3 separate regions of the Mus musculus genome follow, and regions 1 and 3 are each linked to region 2. Evidence: chromatin contacts called from public Hi-C and promoter capture Hi-C data. All regions are on one chromosome and are shown on one strand. The core of a region is the stretch at or near the end of the contact, and the rest is flanking DNA. Distances in the headings are between cores, read along the strand shown.

What was found. A called contact is a pair of places that touch in the nucleus more often than the background predicts. Capture Hi-C pulls out chosen DNA fragments and counts their contacts.
Region 1: a contact with region 2 is called in a Hi-C map of uterus, with 2.4 times the contacts expected there. The contact joins the enhancer-like site here to the promoter of 4933422A05Rik in region 2. A contact is called at or near these places in 21 of 39 promoter capture datasets (the 3T3-L1 cell line, 3T3-L1-derived adipocytes, the C10 cell line and 15 more), 1 of 15 datasets of contacts at CTCF or cohesin (pro-B cells), 15 of 484 Hi-C or Micro-C datasets (3T3-L1-derived adipocytes, the C10 cell line, the C2C12 cell line and 7 more), 7 of 115 datasets of contacts at active chromatin or transcription factors (CD8 T cells, the NIH/3T3 cell line, cardiomyocytes and 4 more) and 3 of 9 other capture datasets (adipose tissue, liver and pancreatic islet).
Region 3: a promoter capture Hi-C map of adipose tissue shows a contact between it and region 2. The contact joins the promoter of Cdon here to the promoter of 4933422A05Rik in region 2. A contact is called at or near these places in 12 of 39 promoter capture datasets (the C10 cell line, cranial neural crest, embryonic stem cells and 6 more), 1 of 15 datasets of contacts at CTCF or cohesin (pro-B cells), 11 of 484 Hi-C or Micro-C datasets (the 3T3-L1 cell line, the AML12 cell line, cerebellar granule neurons and 5 more), 2 of 115 datasets of contacts at active chromatin or transcription factors (differentiating embryonic stem cells and fibro-adipogenic progenitors) and 4 of 9 other capture datasets (adipose tissue, liver, macrophages and 1 more).

Annotation. Positions count from the first base shown.
Region 1 is chr9:35,492,255-35,496,756 of GRCm38.p6, reverse strand. The region is part of intron 17 of Cdon (cell adhesion molecule-related/down-regulated by oncogenes); the gene reads right to left. Among named protein-coding and RNA genes, the nearest start is that of Gm1113, 24 kb to the left of the region's middle. Within about 2 kb of position 3,211, at least 21 of the 459 cell types and tissues checked have an H3K27ac peak or open chromatin away from gene starts, as enhancers often do. A contact at or near this core is called in uterus, where this site is marked.
Region 2 is chr9:35,278,584-35,283,323 of GRCm38.p6, reverse strand. It overlaps 4933422A05Rik (RIKEN cDNA 4933422A05 gene), which reads right to left and starts at 2,219. Exons shown (of 5, transcript NR_040715.1): 1 at 2,118-2,219; 2 at 727-787. It also overlaps the pseudogene Gm5614.
Region 3 is chr9:35,450,638-35,454,778 of GRCm38.p6, reverse strand. Cdon (cell adhesion molecule-related/down-regulated by oncogenes) reads right to left here and starts at 2,703. Exons shown (of 19, transcript NM_021339.2): 1 at 2,602-2,703; 2 at 1,846-2,118; 3 at 330-476. The coding sequence starts at 2,674.

The DNA of each region.
Region 1 (4,502 bases), core at 1,962-4,461, 210 kb before region 2:
CTAGACAATTAACAACCACCTGGGTCCATCAAACCCTCTCTGGAGACTCCTATTATAACTTAATATCCTCGCTTCATCTCTGCATCCCATTTTCATCTGAGCACATCTGACATGAGCCATGGAAGGGCACTCACAGACCGAGAACATACAGACATTTAGGATTATCACTACACAAAACCTTGGCAGCCATCTGTAATATCTGATTTTCTAGGCACCACCCCCAGTGGCTTTCTTTCTCTTGATTACCAGCCATTCGGCCTGGACTTCTTTTCCCAGATGAACTATAGATATTTTTCCACGCTGATTTTGACTTCCTGCCCATTTCCAGTCTCCCTAGGACCCTTAAAGTTAATCTCTCATTCTTTCCTGATGGGACCTCCATTCACTCATCTGTGAATTTCATCAGTGTCTTCTCTACCTTCTCTTACAAATTACCAAGACTGATGGCAAATAGACCCAATTTAACGTCAATTCCTTCCCATTAGACTAGCCAAGCAGCTAACAAACCACATTTGATTGCATATCCAGAACTGTACTGTTTTGTCTGAATTGAGGAGAAGAGAAAGACAGAAAGGATTTGATTTATTTGATTACAAGCTGTTTAACTCTTGAAATGTCAAACAGCACAACGTTTTCTCAATTATGTCTTTAGTGGAGGGGGTGCTGACCAGCACAGTGGTTTCTCAACTACATTCTCAGTGGAGGGGACTGGCTCCCTGGAGGGCTGCATTACACAGGACTCTTTCTACAGGCTACTAAAACCCTGAGAAGAGAACACAGGAAGCCTGATAGTCATTTACATACCCTAGGCTGCCCTGGGAGGTAACAATTCCCCCTAGACTGCTGGACATGCTGTTCATCTTGCTTGTTCAGGATTTTTTTGTTGTTATTGCTGCTTGTTTGTTCATTTGTTTGTTTGGGTCTAGCTGTCTCAACATAGTCCTGGTTGTCCTGGAACTCACTCTGCAGACCAGACTGGCTTCAAACTCACAGAGATCCCTCCTGCCTCTGTGTCCTGAGTGCTGGGATTAAAGATGTGTGTCACCACATCCTGTCTGTCCCCAGTCTTTTCATAACAGTACTCCACTTCCGTCATTAGAGTTAACCTCAGTATCCTGAGTTACTGCTAAAACAGAGCGATGAGAAAAGGGATTCATCAGGGCTGAACAACAATTGGTTTCTTAACTCTAAGAAACACAATTTGGGTTTTAAACCTGAGAAGACAGAGGAAGTGGAGGAGCAAATTACAGGGCAGGCAAGACGATACAGAAAGATTCTAAGGAAGCCCTGCCCTGTTCTTAGGCACCCATGGAATAACAAAGAAAATTCCAGGGCTAACCCCCGAATCATCTCAAACAGCACCAGCAGGGCAAGGGGCATGTTGTGTCCTAGTTTTCTGTCTCCTATGCTGTCTCCTAGTGAGATGCTTGCACCAGGTGACCCTTTGCCCAGCTTCTTCCACAGTGTCTTATTTATAAAATCTCATACCCACAATGCCTCTCACTTACCTTCTACACTGTGCCTACTGTGTTCTTGAAGGCATAGTTCTAGCTGTCCAGCTGCTTACAGTCTTTGACTAAGCCTCAGTGGATCTGGATGGCTTGGTTCACTATGGCATGAGCTGCTTAGCTCCCTCATGACCTCCGGCGGCCATCAGAGCCCAGGAGCAATGGTGTCAAGTGACAGAAATACTGTCCTGAGACTGTGAGCCGGGAGATACATTTCCCCACTTTGCGGGGCTATTGTGGATTTAACTCAGAGCTTTGCACACAGCAGGCAAGTGACCCACCACTGAGTTTTGTCCCCAGCCCTTTGGGGTTTTTTAAATTTTTATTTCTAAGACAAAGTATCATGACATTGTCCAACCTGGCCTTGAACTCACTCTGTAGTTCAGGCAGGCTTAAACTTAAAATCCTCCTGCCGCAGGTCTGTGCTGCAAGGCTTGTCTCCTTTCCTTCTTTAAAACTGTTCCTCTTAGGTGTCTGTCACAGAAGTGTTAGGCTGACAGACCAGATATCCATTCTCAATCACAATGTCAATCACAGCGTTGGAAATGGGAATTTAAAGAATTCTAGTTTCTGGGAGAGGATGGTAGCTACTCATTAATACTACTCCATGTGTGTTTGTGTGTGTGTATCTGTCTGTCCCTGTGTGTATCTGTATGTGTGTGCATGTGTATATATGTCTCTCTGTGTGTCTATGTGTGTTCCTTCATCCAGGAAGAACATTAAGCTAGAGAAAAACACAGCTGAAGAGAATTCACCTGTTTCCAGATAGCAGTGAAACAAACTTGAAATTCAGGAAGTTACTAACCTCAAAACCAAAGAAATACAATTACAATTTATAATAAAACCACCGGATTCTACACAGATGTGCATACAAATGGCCAAACCGAAGCTGCCAGCGGTCATTTAAGTTCTCTTAAAGAAACATGATCTATTTTGGATGCTGAGACGGAATCTCATCATAAAGATATTTTATGAAATTTTATATTGTACTGTGATCAGTCTTCCAATACTTGAAACACACCTTCGCTGTTCAGATGAGGATGCTAACTCTGAGATCCCGTGTACATTTCCCAAGATTACAAGTTGAAGCAGTGACAAAACACAGGACTACTTATTCTTAGACCAAATTACAAGACTCTAATTTGTAAGGAGAGCTGAGGTCTGTGACTACCAGAAGAACCACAAAGGACAACTCAAGACACAAAACCTCTGCCTACCACTGTTTCATTAAACCACCTGATTACCACCAAGTATGTGAGCCAGCTTCATGAACTTCCTCCCTGTGGTTTTTCCAAAAAAGATCTTGCTAGGTAACTTAAGTTGACCCATGGCAATCTGATCATCTCAGAGTCTCAAGTACGGATTTACTCGCAAGAGTCACCACACCTAGGTTTACAAGTTATTTCACACGTTTCTTAACGACCTGTGACAGCTCTGAACAAAGCTGCAGCTTTGATATATGAACATTTTCAAAATGAGTGTCACAGAACTAAAATACTCTTAGTACACAAAATAGCCAGCCAGCAATTGCTAATATATAAGCCTTTACATGGTAAGTCAATAACAAAAAGTAGCAATGATTTACTGCTCTGTTCTGAGAATTTCTAAAACAATGTGTTCTTTGTTTTCTGAGACAGGTCTCCGTGCATAGCCCAGGCTTGCTTTCATTCCAGCCCGCTCAGCTTGCCTGCCTTGAAAGGACGAGCTTTAGACTGCATGACTGGCTAGATCCTTCTGACGTCACTAACTCCCAGCGATAACACTTAACTCTTCCTTCATTTAAAAGCTACAGATTGAACCCCTCTGGATAATATATGATCCAAATGTCAAGCCACCCTCAGCTTTCTTATGGACTAAGCTTTCAAGTTAAAGGATTTCAGCAGTGGGATGGGTTTTTAGAACTATGTAATTCAATATCATCATTACGGAAAAGAACTAAGATTTCTTATGCAACTTCAACAGTCCTTTGGAATTGATATGTACAGAAGTATATGAAAGAGCTTAGAGTCCGCACCCCCACACCATGCTGGCCTTGAACATAGAACTTCCAGCCTCAGACTCCCAAGTAGCTGGGATTACAGGCTTACACTATTAGGCCCAGCTTTTTTTATTTTTATTTTTTAAAAATCAAGATTCTTATCCAAATATCTGCTATAGGAAATACTATTAAAGCTTTCTGCTATTCAGTGTGTCAAAGCTGGTAAATTTTCATTTGCTTGTGTTTGAGACAGGGTCTTACTATGCATCCCAGACTGGTCTTGAATTTGTAATTCTCCTGATCACAGCTCCCAAAATTTGAAACTACAGGTTACTGAGACTATAGACATGTGTCACCATGCCTATTTTCTGTTGCTTTTAAGTTCCACATGCACACATGTGTATCCATACCCATGAGCACACACACACACACACACACACACACACACACACACACAGAGACACACAATTTTGTTGTGGTTTTTGTTTTGAGATAGGGTCTCTCTATGTAGCCTGAGTGCCCTAGACTCACTCAGTAGACCAGGCTAGCCTTAACCTCACAGAGATCACCTGCCTATGTCTGCTAAGTACTGGGACTAAGGGCATACACCACCATGCTCCAAGTAAAAATTCTTAGGTATCTTAAGATTTTAAGAATTAAAGGAGAAAGAAAGAAAGAAAAAGAAAGAAAGAAAGAAAGAGAGAGAGAGAGAGAGAGAGAGAGAGAGGGAGGGAGGGAGGGAGGGAAGGGAGGGAGGGAGGGAGAGGGAGGAAAGAAAGAAAGAAAGAAAGAAAGAAAGAAAGAAAGAAGGAAGGAAGGAAGGAAGGAAGGAAGGAAGGAAGGAAGGAAGGAAGGAAAGAAAGAAAGAAAGAAAGAAAGAAAGAAAGAAAGAAAGAAAGAAAGAAAGAAAGAAAGAAAGAAAGAAAGAAAGAGGAACATAATCTAGTAGGAAAATCACTATTATGGGGAAAAACTATGGTATAGATAAGAGATGGTTTTGTTTTGTTTTGTTTTGC
Region 2 (4,740 bases), core at 970-3,469:
GAGGGCCTTCCTCACCCAGCAAGCAATGCAAAAGGAGGGAGTGGGCCTCTTTTCCTATTCACTTCCTCACCCAAAACCCATCCTTAGATCAGGACCTTCCAAACTCATCACCTTTATTTTCTCTTGGCTATTTACTAGATGACAAACTAATAATTTGTCTGTATAATATTAATGAGTCAAGATCATACTTACCTACCAACTAGTACATGTGACTGAGGGACAAGGCAAGTTGTTAGACCCTGAGCCCTAGTTAACTAGCCAAGAGCTAGAGACCAGACCGGGATCTCTGGCTTAAGCTGTTGTAGCCCTGCGGTGAGCACACATTCCTGCCAGGCCTCTTGTTAGTTGAGACCAGCTGGATCAAACTCTCCATTTTTCATATCATGAACCTCTTATCGCTGAGTCTGAATCGAATTCTATTTCACATCCTCCCCAGCAACCCAAAGCATGGCCTCTCCCTACGAATTTCACCCCTTCACCGTGGAACAGAAAAGTCAGGCTCAAGCTAGCCAAGAAAACAATAACAGAGGAACAAGAGTCACAGCACTGGAGTGGCCAAAGTCAAGTTCATCAAGAGGGCAAGAAAGACAAAGAATGATTTGTGGAGGATATTTGGTATTTGGTTAAAACCTATTCCCACTTTTGGGGAAGTGGAAATAAGAAATAGGCAAAATATGGGGCACTACTGCCATCTGGTGGCAGTATCAGACAATTCACTTCACTTACACTGTCATCATAAAATGAAATCTTGCCCCATGACGTTGTTTATAATTCAATCCACTGTAACCTTCAAACAAAACGAAAGAAAATTTTGTCACAACAACACCACGAGGTAATAAGATTCTCCCCACAAGTGGCTTTAGGACGATCAGCTGCCTGGCTAGACTCCCTCTTTACCCCATACATGGAAATGAGCTCAAAAGGTCTGGGAGACTTACAAGTGCTGATGGTAGACAGTCTCAAAGCTTTAAGGACAAGTATCTATGGTTTGTGTTAGTTAGTAGTTGCTGAGAAAAAGAAGAGTTGACAAAATAAACTCATCCACACAGGAACACCTTCATATTACAAGGTGTGGTGGTTTGAAGATGCTTGGCCCAGGGAGTGGCAGCCACTATTAGGCATGGCCTTGTTGGAGGAAGTGTAGGGGTGGGCTTTGAGACCCTCATCCTTGCTGCTTGGAAGACAATCTGATGCTTTCTAGGAGTGGTGGATCTGAAGGAGAAGGGAGGTGGGATGGAGGGACTGGGAGGAGAAGAGGAAGGGGAAACTATGGCTGAGATGTTATATATGAGAGAAGAGTAAGAAAAAAGGATATGAGAGTGGAAAGACAGAACTGTTGGGAGTGAGAAGTAAATAAAAGAAGGGGATGCTGGGAGAACATGATCAAAATATCTTACATTCATGTATGAAATGAATAAATTTAAAATATTGTAAAATAAAAGAAAGGATGAAGCTTCCTGTCCCGGCCGCCATCGGAGAGCAGCAGCCATGGCTCTGTGCTACCCCATGGCCGTGGGCCTCAACAAGGGCCACAAGGTGACAAAAAATGTCAGTAAGCCGAGACACAGCCGGCGACGTGGGCGCCCCACCATACACACCAAGTTCGTGCAGGACATGATCCGGGAGGTGTGCGGCTTCGCGCCCTACAAGCGGCGAGCCATGGAGTTGCTCAAAGTGTCCAAGGACAAGCGCGCACTCAAGTTCATCAAGAAGAGAGTGGGCACGCACATCCGCGCCAAGAGAAAGCGGGAGGAGCTGAGCAACGTGCTGGCAGCCATGAGGAAGTTGGCGGCCAAGAAGAATTGATGAGCCCTCCCCCAATAAAAGATGGTTCCTACAAAAAAAAAAAAAAAAAAAAGATGAAAAGGGGGAAAGCAGGGCTGAAGAGATGGCTCGGTGATTAAGAGTACTGATTGTTGTTCCAGAGGTCCTGAGTTCAATTCCCAGAAACCATAGGGTGGCTCACTACCATCTATAATCATTGCTGGTGAGAATATATATTAGTGCATTCAGAGTGGAAATCAAATCAACATGGATGTTCCTCAAAAAAAAAAAAAAAAATAGGGTGCTGGAAAGATACCCAAGGGTTAAGAGCATTAGCTGTCCTTCTACATGACCTAGGTTCAATTCCAGTCTGCATGTGAGAGACCAAATCGTTTGGGTTCAGACTCCATCTTAGAAAACCTAACCTAAGGTTGAACGTGAGTTATTAACCAACTGGCACCTAGCACCAGTTTCCAGGTTACCAGATTCCAACCCCACCCCCACCCCCTTCCACAAGACCTGTGCCTAGTACCAGTTTCCAAGTTATTCCCCAACAAATCTGTTTCTCCAGATTAAAAGCCTGCCCCTAACAAACACCTCACTTCTTAGCAACCACCAAACAGGAAGAAAACAGAAGTTAAGTTTATGATTTGGTTCCCAGTACCAGCCAATTATGTTAAAGGTTATAATGGCTCCCCAGTCAGATAGTCCCTTCTTGCTTCTATCATGCTTGCCTAAAACTAGGCTCAGGGCTCCACCTTCCTACTGTGCAAGGGATGCCTGGGAGCCCAAGCTCCAGCTTGAATAAGGAGACGCTAATGCAACTGCATTGGATTCAGCTCCTTGGTGATCTTTCGGGGGTTCACAAATGTTTCCTGGCATACATAACACATGATGTGAGAGAGCTATAGCGGAGCTTCAAGAGCATCATGCCCATGGCAGAGACACATGGGGATCTAGAGCTCAGAGAAACCAAGGAAAAAGACCAACTGTCATCAGCACACAGGAGGAGGGTGCCAAGCTCACCTGGATCTGCAGGTGAAAGTGGAGCTCAGCAGGGTGTCTGCCCAGAACCCTTCTAAAAGCCTGGATGTCAATCAAATGAGAAGGCATAGAAGGAGCTCTTGAAGCCCTGAGCAGGAGACCCAGTTATCAGATGTAAAGACACATGTAGTTTGAAGGCTGAAAATGGATTTGTGGGCTTAGGTAGAACATTCCCAGGCTGAAAAAAATCCCACATACCCAAGAGGCAAGTTACTGCTCTCAGAGTGGGCTTCGGGTGAGCCACCTGCCCCTCCAGACTCTGCAGTACTTCTCAGAGGCACAGATACATATCTCATAGAAGGCTAACAACAAAGCTGTACTTGGGCAGCTTTTTGGCATTTCCCATCACAAGTTCTCATTTTTAAATTATGTGCATGTATGACTTTAAGGGGGAAGAAAAGAGGGGGACACCATCTTCACACACTAGTTACATGATGTAACTGCTGTTGATCAACATTCTAACCCGGTGAAGTTCATGTTAGGCATGGCACAGGTTCCTCCAGTTTCTCAAACCATGCTAACAGATCCTCTTACTGTATCTGTGACAATTACAGATGTCACCTTATACAGCAAGACCCACTGCTTAAGCAGGCCAACCCAGCAAGGATCTGATAAATATTTAAACCCTTTCTAAGGTATAAGAGAACACAGAAAAGGGACTTCGTTGTTTTCCCTGCCTCAAACACTGCTGTGAAGAGAAGCTCCAACAGGGAAGTCCAGTTCTCTCTAGAAGATAGGCACAGCCTTGGTATGCCCTACATCCAGGCTGGCCTTTGGGCTGCTGCCTGGCTCCTGGGAGGTAGCAGTGCCTGAGAGTTCTCCAAGCACCTACCAGGTCATGGCCCACCCCATTGGCCATTTGGGTTTCTGAATCAAAGCCAATTAGTGGTATTTTCTAGGTGTCAAATTCTTGTCCCTGTGTCTTTCAATTTGAATCAATCGAGCCTCGGATAACCCTCATTGGCTACCATACTGACACTGTGCAAAGCTTGTCCCTGTATCTTGAGAAGCACAGATAATGGCAAACAAACAACGTGTGTAGCCTGCTGCCAAACTCAGACACCATGATTTTAGATGATCAAGTGTTGCTAAACCTTTTCCTCTTTGCCGATAGGAAACGTGTCTAATGAGCTGAAGACAGGGGCAAGAAAGATTTATTCAGATTGCCAGCCAAAGGAGATGATGCCAGGCTGTCTCCAATAAAGATCATCTTAGCTTATTATGGTTTGAGCCCTTTCATCCCTAAGCAAGGGGCAAGAACTGGAGCTTATGTTGAGAAACTTCTAGCTGCCACTTCAGGGATCTCCAATGGGACTATCCTGACAGTTGCTATGCAGGTAGCCATAAATATGTACTGCCTCCATAAATACTAAAAACATCATAGCGACTCTTATTTTGGATAGAAGCAATCCATTGGCCTTAGAAGCCAAAACTTTCCTGCCAGCCATTCAAGATAGAAAGAGAAAAGTTTCAGACTCCCAGTCCTGGACAAACATTTTCTTAAGTGATGGGCATGTCTGCATGCTGAGCTGAGCTGAGCAGACATCTGGCCCCAAAAGCAAGCAGATTCACTATAAAGAAAGAGATGCCAAGCCTTTAATCATCCAAGCCATCCACTGACATGTGTCTAAATGGTCATTGCTGTCAGCAGGAAAGCCTTCACTTCTCTAAAAGATAACTTAGGCAACCATTGCTATAACCCACATCAAGGTGACACCTATATCAAAACTAGTGCCTGACTAACAATATATTGCTCAGCTACCTGGCCACATTTAGTGATTTTTACAACCCATTAAAGCCAAGTCTGAGGAGCATTTTCTCGATTAAATGTCCTCTGCAGGCAAGCTGTGTCACCCCCGGGCAAGTGGCCCTGGATTGCACAAGCGAGCACACTGAGCAAAGCCATGGGGAGGAACCCTGTAAGAATGATTT
Region 3 (4,141 bases), core at 1,454-3,953, 170 kb before region 2:
AGAGCAGACAAAGGCCCTGCATAAATGCACTTAACATTCCAGTATGGAGGATGAGGTGGCAGATAAAGGGGTGTCTAACAGCCTAACAAACAAAAACATGTACGGCACACACCAGGTGTGATACACTTTACCAAATGAAGGGAAGAAAGTGACAGATCATCCTATTTATACACGCCCCTGAGGGACATTTTCTCAAAGAAGTGGTATTTAAATAAGGCACTGGGAGATTATGGGGCGAGTCCTGGGAGTAACCTGTACTAATGTAACAGTCTAATGTAACCAGCTGTCTCAGCTTCCTCCTCTGAGAGCACACCCCAAACAGGACTCACCTGTGGAATGCTTCAGCCACTTTCCCCGGATCTTATAGCGCACCTCAGCTTTGGGGTTACTCTCTGGTACCCTGCAGCCAATGAAGCCTGTGTTTTTCTCTTCTGCAGTAATAACGTGCATTGTTGATGAATCGAAATCACCCAGGGCTGAAATGAACAAGTAAACAAATGAATACAAGACAATTCAAAGGAAGCGTAAAAATTGGAAACGTGAAATGGCCGTTTGTGCCAGCCGATCCCAGTCCTGAGGACGGCAGGATCTTTCTGGTTTTCTGGTTTTGGTTTGTTTGTTTGTTTGTGGGCAGGTTTCATTATACAGTATCATGTGGCTGAAGCTAGCCTCGAACTTGTGATCCTCCTAACTCAGCCTCCCGCTGCTAGGATTACAGGTGTGTACCCCCACAGCCAGAAATAACATTTCTTGTTTTTCCATATGAGAAAGCCGCTGGAGCAGAAGGCGTGCTTGAGGACTGACAACTACGTCAGGACACAGAGGTTTTCAAAGCCACTGCCTTCTGGGAGCTGTAAGGAAAACAAACTGCTCCAAAGCCACCAGAGAGAACTGCAAAGCATACTGACTCCCATTCTGTCCGGACAAATCCTTTCCTATCCACAGGGATGTTCAGGCTTCGGGGAATGAACCCAGGCTGCTGTAAAGCACAGTAGCCCACGGCACCTGGATGCACCGGTCTGGTCTGGTGCTGCCTCCTCTCAGTTTAAACAGTTCACTGTGGAGTGAGCAGGTTCTTCATTATCCTCACCACCCGAGGAAGCCAGCTGCCTGCCTCCAGGAAATCAACCCTCCAGTGTGTGTCTTGGAGCTGTGCATGGGTCACAGCTCTACAAAAACATTTACTCTTCTCAGTTATGACAAACTCACTACTCCAGGGCAGTCCAGATTGGTTCTGTAAATAGGGGTGCCCTCACAAAGCCGTTTTCCATTACTGGCAGCCATCGCCACTTGAGAGGCAGATGGCTCAAACGTACTAAGAAAAACCACGCATTCCAGATTTTCCATAAGTTCAATTCTTCACATTCCTTTCTTTACAGTCAGTTTTTTTTTTTTTTCTCCCTGCTCCCTTGGCCTGGTTTAAATTACATAAATTACAATACCCTGGCAATCGAGGGAAATAAAACAATTAGATGTGAAAGAAGGATGGAGGGCTGCATGACATAAATGAGCGTCAAAGCCAACTGATTGGTCTGTATTGATATTAAGGGCGTTAAAAGATGCTCCAAGAGACTGCCCAGACTCCACACTAGAAAACTGTCCTGTGCTAACTTATAGAAATCATCTCCACTATGACTAGAGATTAGGCCACTAGGCTTGGCTACAGAGGTTCCAGTATCTTTCCCCAGCTATCCGCAGTCAAAGAAAGCTTAGGGTAAGAACTCGGACGCATACAAGTCTCACATCAGTGCCCCAAGTTTTTCCCATTATGAAAAATGCAGCACAGAATAGAAAGCTCCTGGATTTCAAGAAAAACAACAGATAACAAGATCAAACTACACTCACCTGCAGCGGACACTGTTGCGGGGCCGCTCACAACGGCACCAACGCTGTTGTTGGCAACGCACTGGTAGCAACCAGAAAGGGAAGGGTTAAGAGACAGAATGGTCAAAGTCCCCCGATGAATCTTTATCTGTTCTGTGTTTCTGTCCAACCGTTTTCCATTATGCAACCATGAGATTCGGGCAGTAACAGGTTTAGCAGAACAATGTAGGACCACGGGTCTACCAAGCTTCTGGACAGCAGAGAGTGGCTCAGAAATAAAATAAGGTGCCAAGTCTACAACGGAACGTTCCCGGGTGTAAACCGGAGATACAAGGAGGAAGGTTCAGAAAACAGAGAAAAAAATACATTAAATACTTTTCATCTGCATCTATGACCAAGACAGTCTTTCATCTCTATATGTGGTAGCTCTTAATCCTGATAATTCATAGGTCCATCTTCCCCATCCCCCACCCCCAGTTTTTGAGGCAGAGTTTCTCTATATAAGAGTCCTGACTGTCCTGGTTTTGATTGGTGGACCAGGCTGGCCTTGAACTCACAGAGATTCGACTACCTCTGCCTCCCCAGTGCTGGGATTAAAGATGTGCCATTATGCCAGGCCCGTACAGTTTTTTGTAAACAGGTAATAAATGCTGCTCAATGAATTATACACACACACACACACACACACACACACACACACACACATCCTCACATAAGTATAAAGCAAAAAGATTAAGAAGAAAGGCATCAGCCCTGGCCTCATCATTCTCCTCTTACCTGAGCTCACAGAAGAACACAGAATCACAAGAACATACAGCAATGTCCATAAGGGTCCGAGGTCTGGATGCATATCGCCCAATTACAGAAGTAGGCTGGGAAGACTTGCAGAGAAAGCCCAGGCCTCCGCTTACTGAAAAACATTCAAAACAGAAAGAAAACTTAAATGCTAAGAATCCCAGCATCTTTAAACTGATCACCTCATCTTAGGTTCCTTATGACCCCTGTCTTCTCAATCCACATAGAGACTAGACACTAGAAGGGTTAGAAGCTTTATTCCTTCTTCTGGGGACTAGGATATTCCACTACTGGTGAACTACTCAGAGCTAGTGGAGATCACACTGAAGTGGGTCAAGAAAGAAGCACCAAGAGACACTGGGCCCTTGAGAGATGGATAGGGCAAGGTGGGCGATGAAGATATTTGATTGTATTTGAGACACCATCTAGAAGCAGAAGCAAAGGAATTAACACAGGCCAGAAGATGAAGTCTGAGGTGCAGAGCCATGCCAAGGGTAACTCTTGGGTTTGGTATAAAACAGTATAAAGAATGTCTATTTACTAGAGTAGAAAATCCAGAAAGTGTGATACAAGGTGAAGGGGAGAGTAAGCAGTTCTGTGTGCCTGAAGAACACGTAAGATTATCAACTGGGCATATAGCTGCTACCATAAAGTCCAAAGTTGCTTAAATGAGTCATAGGGAGAAGTCAGAGCTGGAAATGTAGATTTCAGATGTAAGAAAATCGGACATAACCTCAGGCTTTCTATGGAGAATATGCTTGGAGAACAAGCACCTTTAGAGACTGAACAGAGAAGGAGCAACAGCGATGTAAAGAAAGAAGCAATGAACAAGACAAACCCAGGAGAATGCCCTCTAGTAGTCAGCAGAGTAAGCTCAGCTGCTATCCAAAGGGTACGATGCAGATGGCCCGTAATGTTGACAAGAGTGGTTCAGCAGAGAGAGGCTAACTTAATGGGAATGAAGGACATGTAGATAGCAGGAGACAAAGGGAGAGAAGGAAGGACAGACACTTCCCAAATTCTGCCATGCAGCAGGAAAACTGGGAGAAACTGGCAGCCGACAGATGAATGGCTCTGACAGATATCACCCGAGGGAAAGGCGCTTTCTCTGATTGATTTTGTTGTGGTTGTTTTTAAGCTAGAGACAGTAGAGTACATTTAGAAAACTTTCAAGAAGTCCATAAATCTCAGGGCTGGCAAGGACATGGAGACAAACCACCACATAGATGATGGCTGAAATAGGACCAGTGAGTTCTTTTTGGAGACAATTTAGAAATATGTATCAAAATCATTCATTCACAAAGCAAATGTTTTTCAATAGTAGATATCATCCTAAGAGTTAGATGTGGGGCGATTTTTATTACAAACATAGAAATAAAATAACAGACATAAGTTTAAGCCTTACATTCTAGTGGGGGAAATGGACAATGAGAAGATACCAATAAAATGAGTCGGTTTAACAATGTATCTTCTAGAGATGGCCAACTCCTTCTAAAGCCTGGACATTTTTCTGCTTTGCTCT